3 separate regions of the Mus musculus genome follow, and all the other regions are linked to region 3. The links are chromatin contacts, called in public Hi-C and HiChIP or PLAC-seq maps. All regions are on one chromosome and are shown on one strand. Each heading gives the region's core, a stretch centred on a gene start, on an enhancer-like site or on the middle of the called end of the contact. The rest is flanking DNA. Distances are from core to core; before and after follow the strand shown.

Region 1 (4,069 bases), core at 1,308-3,807, 420 kb before region 3:
CACCCATGGGGAGTTCTCTCCTGAGAATTCTGTTTGATTTATACCACATTTTAAATTGGATTATTTGTGGGTTTTTTTTTGGGGGGGGATACCTAGTTTCTTGAATTCTTTATATATCTTGGACATTAAACCTCTATCAGATTTGCAGTTGGTGAAAATCTTTTCCCATTCTGTAGGTTGCTGTTTTAGTTTCATGAGGTCCTATTTATTAATAATCTAGTGCCTGAGCTATTGGTGTTCTACTCAGGAAGTTGTCTCCTACGACAATGTGTTCAAGGCTATTCACTGCCACTTTCTCTTCTAACAGGTTCGGTGTATCTAGTTTTATGTTGAGGATTTTGATCTACTTGGTCTTCAGTTTTGTGTAGGGTAATAAATATGGATCTATTTACACTCTTCTACATGTAGACATCTAGTTAGACCATCATTTGTTGAAGATACTTTCTTTTATTCAGTGTGTATTTATAAACTTTTTATGAAAATCAAGTGTCCATAGGTGTGTGGATTTATGTCTGGGCCTTTGATTCAATTCCATTGATCAACCTGTTTGTTTTTATGCCAATATAGTGTGGACTATAGCTCTTCATTACAACTTGAAATAAGGGATGGTGGTACCTCCAGAAGTTTTTTTATTGTTTAGGATTGTCTTAGCTATCCTAAGTTTTTTGTTTTCCCATGAGAATTGTCATTTTAATATTTGTAAAGAATTGTGTTGAAATTGTGATGGGGATTGCATTGAATCTGTACATTGCTTTTGGTAAGCTGGTCATTTTTACTATGTTAATCCTATTGATCCATTAGCAAGGGAAGTCTTTCTATCTTCTGATATCTTCTTTAATTTTCTTCAAAGACTTGAAGTTTTTATCATACAAGTCTTTTACTTGCTTGGTTAGAGTTACCCTAAGCTATTTCATACTGTTTGAGGGTATTGTGAAGGGTCTTATTTCCCTGGTTTGTTTGTTTGTTTGTTTGTTTGTTTGTTTACATGATTTATTTGCCAGTGTGTGCAGTGAAGATGAAGACCTGAGACACATACTGACATAAACTTGGGTAGAGCCAAACTTTGGGGTGATAGAAGTTTGCTCTAGTGTTGTTTCCATCTCTACCTCCACATTTTCCAGAACCCCGCAGACATCGACTCTGATGATGCTCCTTTCTTTTGTGAAATCTGCAAACATTTGTTCATAATGGACTCATAAGACTTGATATGATGCAAATGCAGTGTACCTGATGCGCTGATGTTTTATGTTCTATAGGGAATTCTGACAGAACTAGGACACATTGGTTGGTGTCTTTGCCCCACCCTCTGTGTGTGTGTGATAGGGTGTCACTATTGGAGCCTTGGCTGTCCTGGAACTGGATGTAGACCAGGCTAATCTTGATCTTCACAGAGATCTTCACTTGTTTCTTCCTCTCAAGTGCTTGGATTATAGGCATAGACCACAAAACAAAAATCATCTGGGTTTTTGTTTTTTTTGATTTGGGGGTGGATTATTTATTTAGTTTTGGGTCAATGTCTTACTATGAGGCCTTAAGCTTTCTAGGGAGACCTCTGTATATATTTGGTAAATAGTCTAAAACTATTTAAAATCTAAAAATGGTTAAATTTGTGGATTCTAGAACCTACTGATATAAAGAGCCAAGAAGTTGTAACCTCATGAAAAATAGTCTATTGGTGGACAGGCCACTAGTGCGGATGTTGTCCGCTGAGTTCCACATTTCAATATGTACGCTACCTGGCAAAGGACAAAACGTATAGAAAAGGAAGACCCTGAACCTTTGTTACTGGAGGACGCCAGCTACCTTTTCTTTCCTTCAGTCTCAGGGTTTTTACATGGGAGGTGTTTGGAGAGAGTGGTAGAGAGGCAGGAAGAGAAGATAGATTTTTGCTGTGGGCCCTCCACACAGAGCAAACTGGGACTTATGGAAGCTGGAGGTCAAAAAATGGCCAAGACTGACTATGAACTTGTTTTAGGGTCTGTGGCTTGAAGGTGAGGGTATTAAAATTATTTTAAAATGTGTGTTTGTATGTGTGTGGTATGCATGTGCATGTATCTGTATATGTGTGTGTGTGTGTGTGTGTGTACACGCTCTCATGCATACAGGTGTATATGTGTGTGTGTGTGTGTGTATGCATATAGTGGGTATGTGTATAGATGTGTGTTTGTGTACAGGCTGGAGGCCAAAATCAGGTATCTCTATCTCTCTACAACTTTATACAAGGCAAAGTCTTACACTGAACTCAGAGGACTAGTCATCTCAGCTATTCTGTAGCAAACTGCTCCGGAGATCCTGCGTGTCTCACACAGTGAGATGCCAAGTGGGCTGCCACACCCACACAACATTTACTCGGGTGCTGAGGCTCTCCCTGCTCCTCACACTTGTTCAGCAACCACTTACCCACAGAGCCATTTCCCCAGCCCTGGTTATTAAAATTAAGAATTCCTTAAGGGCCCAGATCTTGAAGAATAAATCTCGTCTAAAACCAAGGCACAGTAGCAAAGAGGGTGAACAGTGCAGGCTTTGGGCTGTGCTTTTCTTCTTCTTTGGGTCTGGCTTTGTTCTATAGTGTCAGCAATATGGCGTCTGGCCAGCGGCAGCACATTTTGTAAGCCTGTTCCACTGAAAACTATTACAATTTGGAAAAATTCCCAGTTGCATAGTCCTCCGGAAATGCCGAGTGCTTTCAGAGCTTTGCAGCCATTATCACATCTATTAGTTTAGAGTCAATTCTCTGCTTGCTTCTCTATCAAATTGTATGGCTTGGGCTCATCAGAGGGGGAGAGACTTTAGCTTTGAGGAGACATGATCACATTATCTGTAGAAATCACATTTTCTCTCCACAGGCTTGGACTGCTGCTGCCCATAAGCATTAGCTTTATCATTTCTTTGCTTCAGATGTCCTCAGAAAATGACAGAACAATGCCTTCCAAGGTTCCCACAGTGCAGATAAAGGAAAGTGGGCTGGTAGGAGCATAGGTCACATTGGAACCATTTGGCCTTTGCCTCGTGTGCTTCAGTGCGTTCCTTTCTGTTTGCCTGTCCATGTGTGAAGAAGACATAATTACACCTGCTTCTTATTTGCCTCAGAGGAATGTTCCAGAAACACATTTCAGGATCCTATAAAGTCCCTAGAGCACAGAGAAGTAAAATTACAAGAAAACTCATAGTTGTCGGAATAGTCCTGCAAACCTTGGCTAATTCTATCAGTTTATTAATGAAGATGCATTGCTGTATTATTGCTATATTCAATTTCGTTGAGTGTCTCTGTGCTCTGTGACTTGGTACCTTGGTGCATATGTCTAAGAAGAGAGTTTGCAGGATGGATATTCAGCCAAAAATGAAGGCTTGAAATGGCCCATTTCCTTTGAACTCATTTGTGTTGAGGGTTATAGTGGAAAGGAATGAGCTAAAGAAGGACTACTCGGTGAGCAGCTCTACCCTTCACCATACACATGCTAGGATTTTTCTGGTTCATGGCAAAAAAAACAAAAACAAAAACAAAATCACTTAGGTCAGCAAATATTTCTTCAGGTCAGAAGTGGTTGTTTCATTCTGGTTCACCCTCAGACTCATGCTCAGCTGTCTGTCTTACCACTTGTCTAAGGATGGTACCACCACAGCAGGCTGGCCCCTCCTACACCTACTAATAATCAAGATAATCTTCTGAAGACATGCCTTCAGGCCAGTCTGATCTAAGCAACTCCTCCAGTGATGTTTTCCTATCAGATGACTGTGGGCTGTGTCAATCTGACAGTTAAGGCAAAACAGGGTAGCGACTGTGAAGAGAATCATTGGAAGAAGTGGGCCATTGATTGGGAAGAGAGGGGGAAGTGGTGTCTCTGAGGGGACAAGAGAGGGTAACAGGGGGTGGGCATGTATACAAATGTTACTGTGCTGGTTGGTTAGTTTTGTCAACTTGACACAAGCTGGTGTCATCTGGGAAGAGGGGACCTCAAATGACAAAATGCTTCCATCCTATTACCCTGTAGGACTTCTATGGAGGCATTTTCTTGTTAATGATTGATGTGGGAGGGCTCAGGCTATTGTGGAGGGCCTCACCCCTGGG
Region 2 (4,332 bases), core at 671-3,170, 300 kb before region 3:
ATGAAAACAGTTACAAACACCAGTGGGAGTGGCATACGATGATAGACTTGGCACTATGGTTTTGTTTTGTTTGTTTGTTTTTTTATTGTAATAGGAAGAATCTATAACATGAGATCAACCCTTTTAACACTTTAATGTCAATACAGTATTACCTATAGGCAAGCTCTCATCTTCCGAATGGCCTCTCCTTATAGCCCATGTTCAGCAGCTGCCCCTTCCCATCTTCTTGGTCCTTGGCCCCCACATTTCTATTGTTTCTATGAGTCTGACCATTTTAGACCACTTGCCTCTTCCATGACTACTGGTTTATTTTTACAAGACCAGTGCTCTAATCCCTGAGCTATAAGGGTCACTTATTTTAACCATCATAATACCTCTAGGTCCACTCATTTGTCCTGCATGACAAGATACCGTTTTAAAGCAGAGTAACATTACACTGTTTGTGTATTTTCATTTTATTTACCTGTTTATCAATGGGTGTTTCTATATCTTAGCTATGATGAATTATAGTCTAATGAGCATTAGTGTACAAGTCCCTTTACTATCTTGACTCTCATTCTTTTGGATGTGTAGAATGATTATGGGGTTGTCTTGCTGATCCTATGTTTGGCTTCTGTGAGGTGGCCTGTGCTGTCCCCCACAGTGGTGGGACCATTTCACTGACAGGCAACTGACCATCCACAGTGCACAAGGGCTTCCGTTTCTCCACATTCTCTCCAACACTTACCTCTGCTTTTGTACCCTGAGAGGTGGAAGGTAACATTTCACCATAGTTTTGATTTGCATTTTGCTGATTAGTGATGTTGACTCTGTCTTTCCGTGTAACTCTAAATTAGTCATATTTTCAGGGACTAGAGCTCTGTGTCCGCAGGTTTAATAAGATGTTGTCTTGCTGTTGACTTGTTTTATTATTTTTATGGCCTGGATTTGCAACCTCTCATCAGTTTTCTGCTTTATATGCATTCGCTCCTTTATTCTGTAACTACTTTTAAACTCGGCTACCTTTCTTGCTTTCCTTCACCCTCAGTCCCCTGCACCCCAGTCCCCTGCCCTGTGTAGGCTCAAGTAGCACAGGTAGCTCAGGTAGCTCAGGATGGCATCAAACTTTCGTAGCCAACACTGGCCTTGAACTTCTGATTATCCAAGTTCTGGCATTACACGAGGGTGTTTCCGTACCATACCAGGCTTTTCCTTTTCTATCAAATGCTTATAATTGTTCATGTGACAAGAGAAGAGAGGGCAAAGTGGCACCACTGGTGTGTGTGTGTGTGTGTGTGTGTGTGTGTGTGTGTGTGTTTACAAGGGGTTCATACTAAGCATTTATAAGGGAGATTGCTTTTCAGATCTATGGGACTAGCAAAAATTGAGTTTCATAAGTCAGACATGTAAGTAAAAAAAGGGAGTGAGGAAGTGGCGAGCAGAGTCGTTTGTTTGTTTGTATGATTGTTTTTATGTTTGTTTGGTTTTGTTTGCTTGCTTGTTTGCTGTCATCTCTCTCTCCCTGGCTTCAGCAAGGGCGATATCTCTGAGGACGACGATTAGTGCGATGAAACCGATGGCTAGTTATAGCCACCCACTCTGCTCAGAGCTGACACACAGAGATGAGGCTGTAAATAGGCTACTGCCCTTGATACTGTGCCAATGACGCACACATGAAGGATTGTTGGGGTGTCACCAGGTACCCGACACTGGAGAAGGAATTTTGAACCTGGGAATACGACTCGTGATCTAGTATAAATGCTTTTTCAGGAATAAGTTTTGACTTTATTAGTCTGGGAAAGAATTTCCAAGTCCATGTGAAACTGTGTTGATTAGGTAGTAATACTATAATTTGTTTTGAATTGGGGAACCCAGTGAACTCAATCTGTTTTTAGCCATTTACATCAACTTGAGGACAACATCTGCACGTCATGTGATCCTTGGTGTTGCCAGGAATTATGAGTGACCCAGTGCTCATGACTCATATATTCAGAGAGAAAGTGCCGTGACTTCTCAGAACTCAAACTACAGTTCACTGAGCATAATTTGTTTGACCGTGTACATCCTGAGGACAGGCTGTGATTCTCTGTCATTCCTGCATCCAGTCAGTTGTTGAGCATGTACATGTTATCATGAGACTTTTCCTGTCCTGGCTGGTTTTATGTCAACTTGACATAAGCTGGAGTCATCTGAGAGGAGGGAACCTCAGCTAAAAAATTGCTTCCCTTAGACTAGGGCATGGGCAAGCATGTAGGGTATTTTTTTAAACAATTTTTTATTAGATATTTTCTTCATTTACATTTCAAATGCTATCCTGAAAGTCCCCTATACCCTCCCCTCACTCTGCTCCCCAACCCACCCACTCCCGCTTCCTGGCCCTGGTGTTCGCCTGTACTGGGGAATATAATCTTTGCAAGACCAAGGGCCTCTCCTCCCAATGATGGCCGACTAGGCCATCTTCTGCTACATATGCAGCTAGAGACACGAGCTCTGGGGGTACTGGTTAGTTCATATTGCTGTTCCTTCTATAGGGTTACAGACCCCTTCAGGTCCTTGGGTACATTCTCTAGCTCCTCCATTGGGGGCCCTGTGTTCCATCCAATAGCTGACTGTGAGCATCCACTTCTGTATTTGCCAGGCACTGGCATAGCCTCACAAGAGACAGCTATATCAGGGTTGTGTCAGCAAAATTTTGCTGACATATGCAATAGTGTCTGCGTTTGGTGGCTGATTATGGTTGGATCCCCATATGGGTGGGGCAGTCTCTGGATGGTCCTTCCTTCCATCTCAGCTCCAAACTTTGTCTCTACCATCCAATGGAAAAAGGACAGCATTTTCAACAAATGGTGCTGGCTTACCTGGCGGTTATCATGCAGAAGAATGAGAATTGATCCATTCTTATCTCCCTGTACAAATCTCAAGTCTAAGTGGATCAAGGAATTCCACATAAAACCAGAGACACTGAAACTTATAGAGGAGAAAGTGAGGAAATCCTTGAAGATATGAGCACAGGGGGAAAATTCCTGAACAGAATAGCAATGGCTTGTGCTATAAGATCAAGAATTGACAAATGGGACCTCATAAAATTGCAAAGCTTCTGTAAGGCAAAAGACACCGTCAATAAGACAAAAAGGCCACCAACAGATTGGAAAAGGATCTTTACCAATCCTAAATCAGATATGGGACTAATATCCAATATATACAAAGAACTCAAGAAGATAGACTCCAGAAAATCAAATAAACCCATGAAAAAACTGGGGCACAGAGCTAAACAAAGAATTCTCAACTAAGGAATACCGAATGGCTGAGAAGCACCTGAAAAAATGTTCAACATCCTTAATCATCAGGGAAATGCAAATCAAAACAACCCTGACATTCCACCTCACACCAGTCAGAATGGCTAAGATCAAAAATTCAGGTGACAGCAGATGCTGGCGAGGATGTGGAGAAACAGGAACACTCCTCCATTGTTGGTGGGATTGCTAGCTTGTACAACCACTCTAGAAATCAGTCTGGTGGTTCCTCAGAAAATTGGACATAGTACTACTGGAGGATCCCGCAATACCTCTCCTGGGCATATATCCAGAAGATGTTCCAACCGGTAATAAGGACCCATGCTCTACTATGTTCATAGCAGCCTTATTTATAATAGCCAGAAGCTGGAAAGAACCCAGATGTCCCTCAATAGAGGAATGGATACAGAAAATATGTGGTACATTTACACAATGGAGTACTACTCAGCTATTAAAAACAATGAATTTATGAAATTCTTAGGCAAATGAATGGATCTGGAGGACATCATCCTGAGTGAGGTAACCCAATCACAAAAAGAACTCACATGATATGCACTCACTGATAAGTGGGTATTAGCCTAGAAACTTAGAATACCCAAGATACAATTTGCAAAACACATGAAACTCAAGAAGAAGGAAGAACAAGTGAGGATACTTCATTCCTCCTTAGAATGTGGCATTTTTTTAAAGTTAGTGATACATGTGTGTGTGGGTCCAGCCTATTTTGGGTGGTGCCATCCCTGGGCTGGTGGTCTTGGGTTCTATAAAAAAGCAAGTTGAGCAACAAATGAGGATCAAGCCAGTAAGCAGCACCCTCCATAGCCTCTGCATCAGCTCCTGACTCTAGGTTCCTGCCCTGTTTGGGTTCCTGTCCCTGTTCCTCTGATGTTAAACAGTGACATGGAACTGTTAGGAGAATAAACACTTTCCTCCCCACATTGCTTTAGCTGTGGGTTTTTGTCAGATAAATAAGAAACCCTAACTAGAACACGTCCTTCTCTCTTCTTCCCCACTTGGTGCCCCCAGTCCCTCTTATACCTGTCCAGACCACAGTTCTTAT
Region 3 (4,168 bases), core at 571-3,070:
GCCACAGAGAAGGGTGGGGGAGCAGGAAGGAGGCCCCCTTACTACAGGGCCTTCCGGAAGACAATCCCCATGTGCCCGTGAGAAGACCACAGTGCCCTGCACGGCTACTCACAGAGTTCCACAAGGAGCCTCTCTGAATCATCGCCATCCAGGAGCGGTTGACTCGACTGCACGCCATCATGTCTTTAAAGGTGAGGTACAAGAAAATCTAAACACAGAGAAGAAAAACATCATTTTGACTGATACCTGAATTTTGGTGTAGTTCTTCCATTGTGTGTGTGTGTGTGTGTGTGTGTGTTAACAGCAATATCTTCTGTATATTAGATAAGGCTAGAGTTACATTTCAAGGGAGGAATGTTTTCTTTGTTTTGGTTTGGTTTGTTTGTTTTTGTTTTTTGTTTTTTTGTTTTTTCGAGACAGGGTTTCTCTGTATAGCCCTGGCTGTCCTGGAACTCACTCTGTAGACCAGGCTGGCCTCGAACTCAGAAATCTGCCTGCCTCTGCCTCCCAAATGCTGGGATTAAAGGCGTGCGTCACCACTGCCCGGCTTCCTCAGACTCTTATAAACATAAATCTGGGAATTTTTTTAAAGCTGCATCATAAACTATATTCTTACAGTGAATTAAACAAAGTACTAGGTGGAACTCTATAATGTAGTCTCTGTTCATAGTTCTTTACAATATTTTATTACTATTGAGCTGCAAACTCTGTAGAAAGTTTTATATAAACCACTTGAAAATATGATCATGTGATAGTTCAAACTGATAGCTACAGAAAGATAGCAAAAAGATGAGCATGCTTGTTTTCTGCATGAAGGAAGTATTCTGGAAGAAAGCTAGTGATCTTTCTCTAAATAGTAGCTAAAACACAGAACTCATTTAATAATTGCTAAGATGAACTGCATTTTCCTAAAGTTATGATATTCTTAGGAAAGCTCAATAAACCCATCTGGTTTCCATCTCTGGATAAGTAGCAGATTGGGAAAAAATATTCTTGATACAAAACATCAATAAATACTAAAACAAATTTTAAACATAACTTGAATTTTTTTTTAAGTAAAGAAAGTTTATAAATCCAGACTGACAAGCACTCCTGGTACAAGTGTCTGGAAGGCAATAGGGATGGTTTCATGACAAATGAGCTCTGTAAGCCTATGCAGACACAGGAGACAGTCACCACACTTATCCAACAGAGGCACATACTACACATTATAATGCCGTTGGAATAAAAATAAACCCTCCCCCAAAGAACTGGTAAGCAAAGACCAGCTGCCATGCCTGCTTTAACTGTTTATGGAATCCACCTGAAATCTATGATCTTTGCAGCTGGATTTGATATATTAGCATGAAACATGGTTCCAAATTGAAAATAACCCCTGGGACATTGGTCAGAAATAAATCATTTTCTCTAAAGAGACACAAACTGGAGCCAAGCATTACAGAACTGCCACAAATTAAGCCCAAATAAAACTAAAGGCTAACCAACACGAGGAGAAAATCCAGTAAGCGTAAACAGAAATGAAAACATCACTGGTCAGACTGTGATCATAAAACTCCTAAGTTTTAAGTTTAAGGTAATCAATACAAGGAAGACAGCATTCTTGAGAAAGATACTGTCAAAAAAGACTAAAATCTAAAATTAAATAGGAGTAAGAGAGAAAGTGCACACACACACACACACTTTCCGAAGAATATTGAAATCCCCAAAGGGGTGGAGGATACAAATAGTTCATGATGAGCAAAGAATCTAACCAGTACATAGCTACCCACACTAACCTTGTAAAACAGTAGTGTGACTAAAGCATTAGAGGAGAGACTGCTCAACAGTTAAGAATGCTTTGCTGAGCCTGAGGACCCAATTTGGGTGGCTTACAACTGCGGGTAACATCCACTCCAGGGGACCCACTGCCCTCTGCTGGCCTCTTCAGCACCTGCACTCTCAAATTTTAAAGAGACTAAACACTAGATGATAATAACCTAAGAATGGAGAGAGCAATCACGACTAAACTATTCTAAATTCGGTTTTCGCTCAGGAAGAAAACTATACCTATTCGTTCACATTGTTATTGCCTAAAAAGTGTGCATGTTGTGCTGGCTTCGGGTTAAGCAATACAAAGAAGTATAGTTCTTGAGTGAGGAGGATCTAAAAACTCAGGAAGCACTCCACACTTCTCAAACTGCCTTCTGAATATTTATATTTACACTCATCGACAAATGCTACTTGCAGGGGGTGTTTTTGTGCACTGTGTATTCAAATGCTAATATCTGCACCCAGAGACCTGGATGCAGCCAGGACTTGCTATAATATTAATTTACATATATGTATAATTAGATATTTTCTTTATTTACATTTCAAATGTTATCCCCTTTCCTAGTTTCCCCTCCGAAAACCCCCTCCCCCCTCCCCGTGCTCCCCAACCCACCCACTCCCATTCCTGGTCCTGGCATTCCCCTATACTGAGGCATAGAACCTTTACAGGACTTGTCCTCTCATTGATGGCCGACTAGGCCATCCTCTGCTACATATACAGCTAGAGCCACAAGTTCCACCATGTGTTTTCTTTGATTGGTGCTTTAGTCCCAAGGAGCTCTGGGGGTACTGGTTAGTTCATATGGTTGTTTCTCCTATGGGGCTGCAGACCCCTTCAGCTCTTTGGCTACTTTCTCTAGCTCCTTCATTGGCTATTGTCCTTATTAAGAAGTATTTCCTGACTCGGTTTTTGTTTTGTTTTTTTTGTAAAACATTGTTCTTCATCGTCTTCTGATTGGTCAATAAAGAGCTGATCAGCCTATAGCTGACAGGAGAGAAGGCGGGACTTCCGTGCCTTGAAACAGGCTGAGGTTCTTGGAGACCAGGGAGTCTACCAGAAGACAGCGAAGCCAAAGTGAGAGGAAGACTGCATGTAACCCCTCGTGGCTCAGGAAGTAGGCCTGGGCAACATAGTCGGGTTAGAATAGATCAGAATCTGCCCAGCTGTAGTGCTTGAAGCCTTTAATAACTATCAAGGTGTCCATGTCATTATTCAGGAACAAGGGCAGGTATAGAAAAGCCGGAACTTTTACAGCTACTCTTGGCCTTAATGAGAGAATACTTTCTAGTGGACACTGGTGAGCACAGAGATTTCAAAACGATGAGAATATGTGATGGCGGAGGGCCTATCCCTAATCAGTGTATTTATACCACGCTCTCAGAGGATGCAGCAGAAGAGAGGCAGGAAGAATGCAAGAGCGGCAAGATACGGAAGGGCGATGGATAACTAACTCCATCTGGGCAGGACACGGACTCTCAGCAGCTGCAGATGTCTGTGCGGGGTCTGCACAAAAAAACGGGCCTGTCAACACCTAGGCATGGGCGGAACAGCTCAGGCGCCTCCAGTCACCGCTGAAGTATTTGCTACTGATACACTCAGGGAGAGGGACAGCCATGCTCTTCAGTTGTGTGTCCACTAGTGGCCTCACCTGTGGATGGTTCCAACCTAGTGTTCACGCAGATGTCTCTGGGTAAACTGAGCGGGTCATAAAACAAAGGCAAAAGTCATGAATCTGGGGAAAGCATGTGGTAGAGATTTCGAGGGCAGGGTTAGTAGGGACGGGAGGCAGGAGAATGTGAAAGAGAGTACTAGAACACATTACATATATGTAAGAAATTTCAAAGAACACAATTATTTTTTTAAAGAAGCACATATTTTAAAAACGAGTAATCATTGAAAAAAACGGCAGGAAAATATTGTATATTTTCTAAACATAAACGTAGGAAAAGTGTTAAAACTCACTTTTTAAAAAGGCATGAAGAAAAAAGTCTATAAAATACAATATTTTATGACTACCTATAAAATGAAATAAGAACCCACGAATATCAATAGTCACATGTGGTTTTTTCTTTTTTCTAAACAGAGTCTTATGTAGCCCAGGCTAGCCATTCCTGATCTTCCTATCTCAGTCTCTCCAATGCAGGGATTATAGGCGTGCTGATATCACTACACTCAGGAAAAGTCACAATCAGTTATTGAAAATTCACCAGTTAGAAGACAAAAATCACAGCTTAATAATGCTTTTTGCTCTGATATTTTCCTTGAGTACTAACATCTCATTTTTATTCATTTGGCTTACTATTATAATTTAGGTAAATTTTAAAATCTTATGAAAAGACATACTTTAACTAATAAAAG

Evidence for each region. A called contact is a pair of places that touch in the nucleus more often than the background predicts. HiChIP or PLAC-seq counts read pairs in DNA pulled down with a chosen protein or histone mark.
Region 1: an H3K27ac HiChIP or PLAC-seq map of the NIH/3T3 cell line shows a contact between it and region 3, with 3 times the contacts expected there. The contact joins two enhancer-like sites. A contact is called at or near these places in 6 of 39 promoter capture datasets (3T3-L1-derived adipocytes, cranial neural crest, embryonic stem cells and 3 more), 1 of 484 Hi-C or Micro-C datasets (the C10 cell line), 2 of 115 datasets of contacts at active chromatin or transcription factors (the NIH/3T3 cell line and embryonic basal ganglia) and 1 of 9 other capture datasets (adipose tissue).
Region 2: a Hi-C map of muscle stem cells shows a contact between it and region 3, with 3 times the contacts expected there. The contact joins two enhancer-like sites. A contact is called at or near these places in 1 of 39 promoter capture datasets (embryonic stem cells), 2 of 15 datasets of contacts at CTCF or cohesin (the NIH/3T3 cell line and large pre-B cells), 18 of 484 Hi-C or Micro-C datasets (B cells, CD4 T cells, the CH12 cell line and 13 more), 5 of 115 datasets of contacts at active chromatin or transcription factors (embryonic stem cells, fibro-adipogenic progenitors, heart atrium and 1 more) and 3 of 9 other capture datasets (adipose tissue, embryonic stem cells and liver).

Annotation. Positions count from the first base shown.
Region 1 is chr5:21,166,559-21,170,627 of GRCm38.p6, forward strand. No RefSeq gene overlaps it. Among named protein-coding and RNA genes, the nearest start is that of Gsap, 18 kb to the right of the region's middle. Within about 2 kb of position 2,558, at least 51 of the 459 cell types and tissues checked have an H3K27ac peak or open chromatin away from gene starts, as enhancers often do. A contact at or near this core is called in the NIH/3T3 cell line, where this site is marked.
Region 2 is chr5:21,281,906-21,286,237 of GRCm38.p6, forward strand. All of the region lies in intron 26 of Gsap (gamma-secretase activating protein), which reads left to right. Among named protein-coding and RNA genes, the nearest start is that of Fgl2, 89 kb to the right of the region's middle. Within about 2 kb of position 1,921, at least 35 of the 459 cell types and tissues checked have an H3K27ac peak or open chromatin away from gene starts, as enhancers often do. A contact at or near this core is called in bone marrow-derived macrophages, fibro-adipogenic progenitors and muscle stem cells, where this site is marked.
Region 3 is chr5:21,585,086-21,589,253 of GRCm38.p6, forward strand. Fbxl13 (F-box and leucine-rich repeat protein 13) reads right to left here. Exons shown (of 21, transcript NM_001199632.1): 8 at 113-208. Among named protein-coding and RNA genes, the nearest start is that of Lrrc17, 44 kb to the left of the region's middle. Within about 2 kb of position 1,821, at least 40 of the 459 cell types and tissues checked have an H3K27ac peak or open chromatin away from gene starts, as enhancers often do. A contact at or near this core is called in the NIH/3T3 cell line, bone marrow-derived macrophages, fibro-adipogenic progenitors and 1 more, where this site is marked.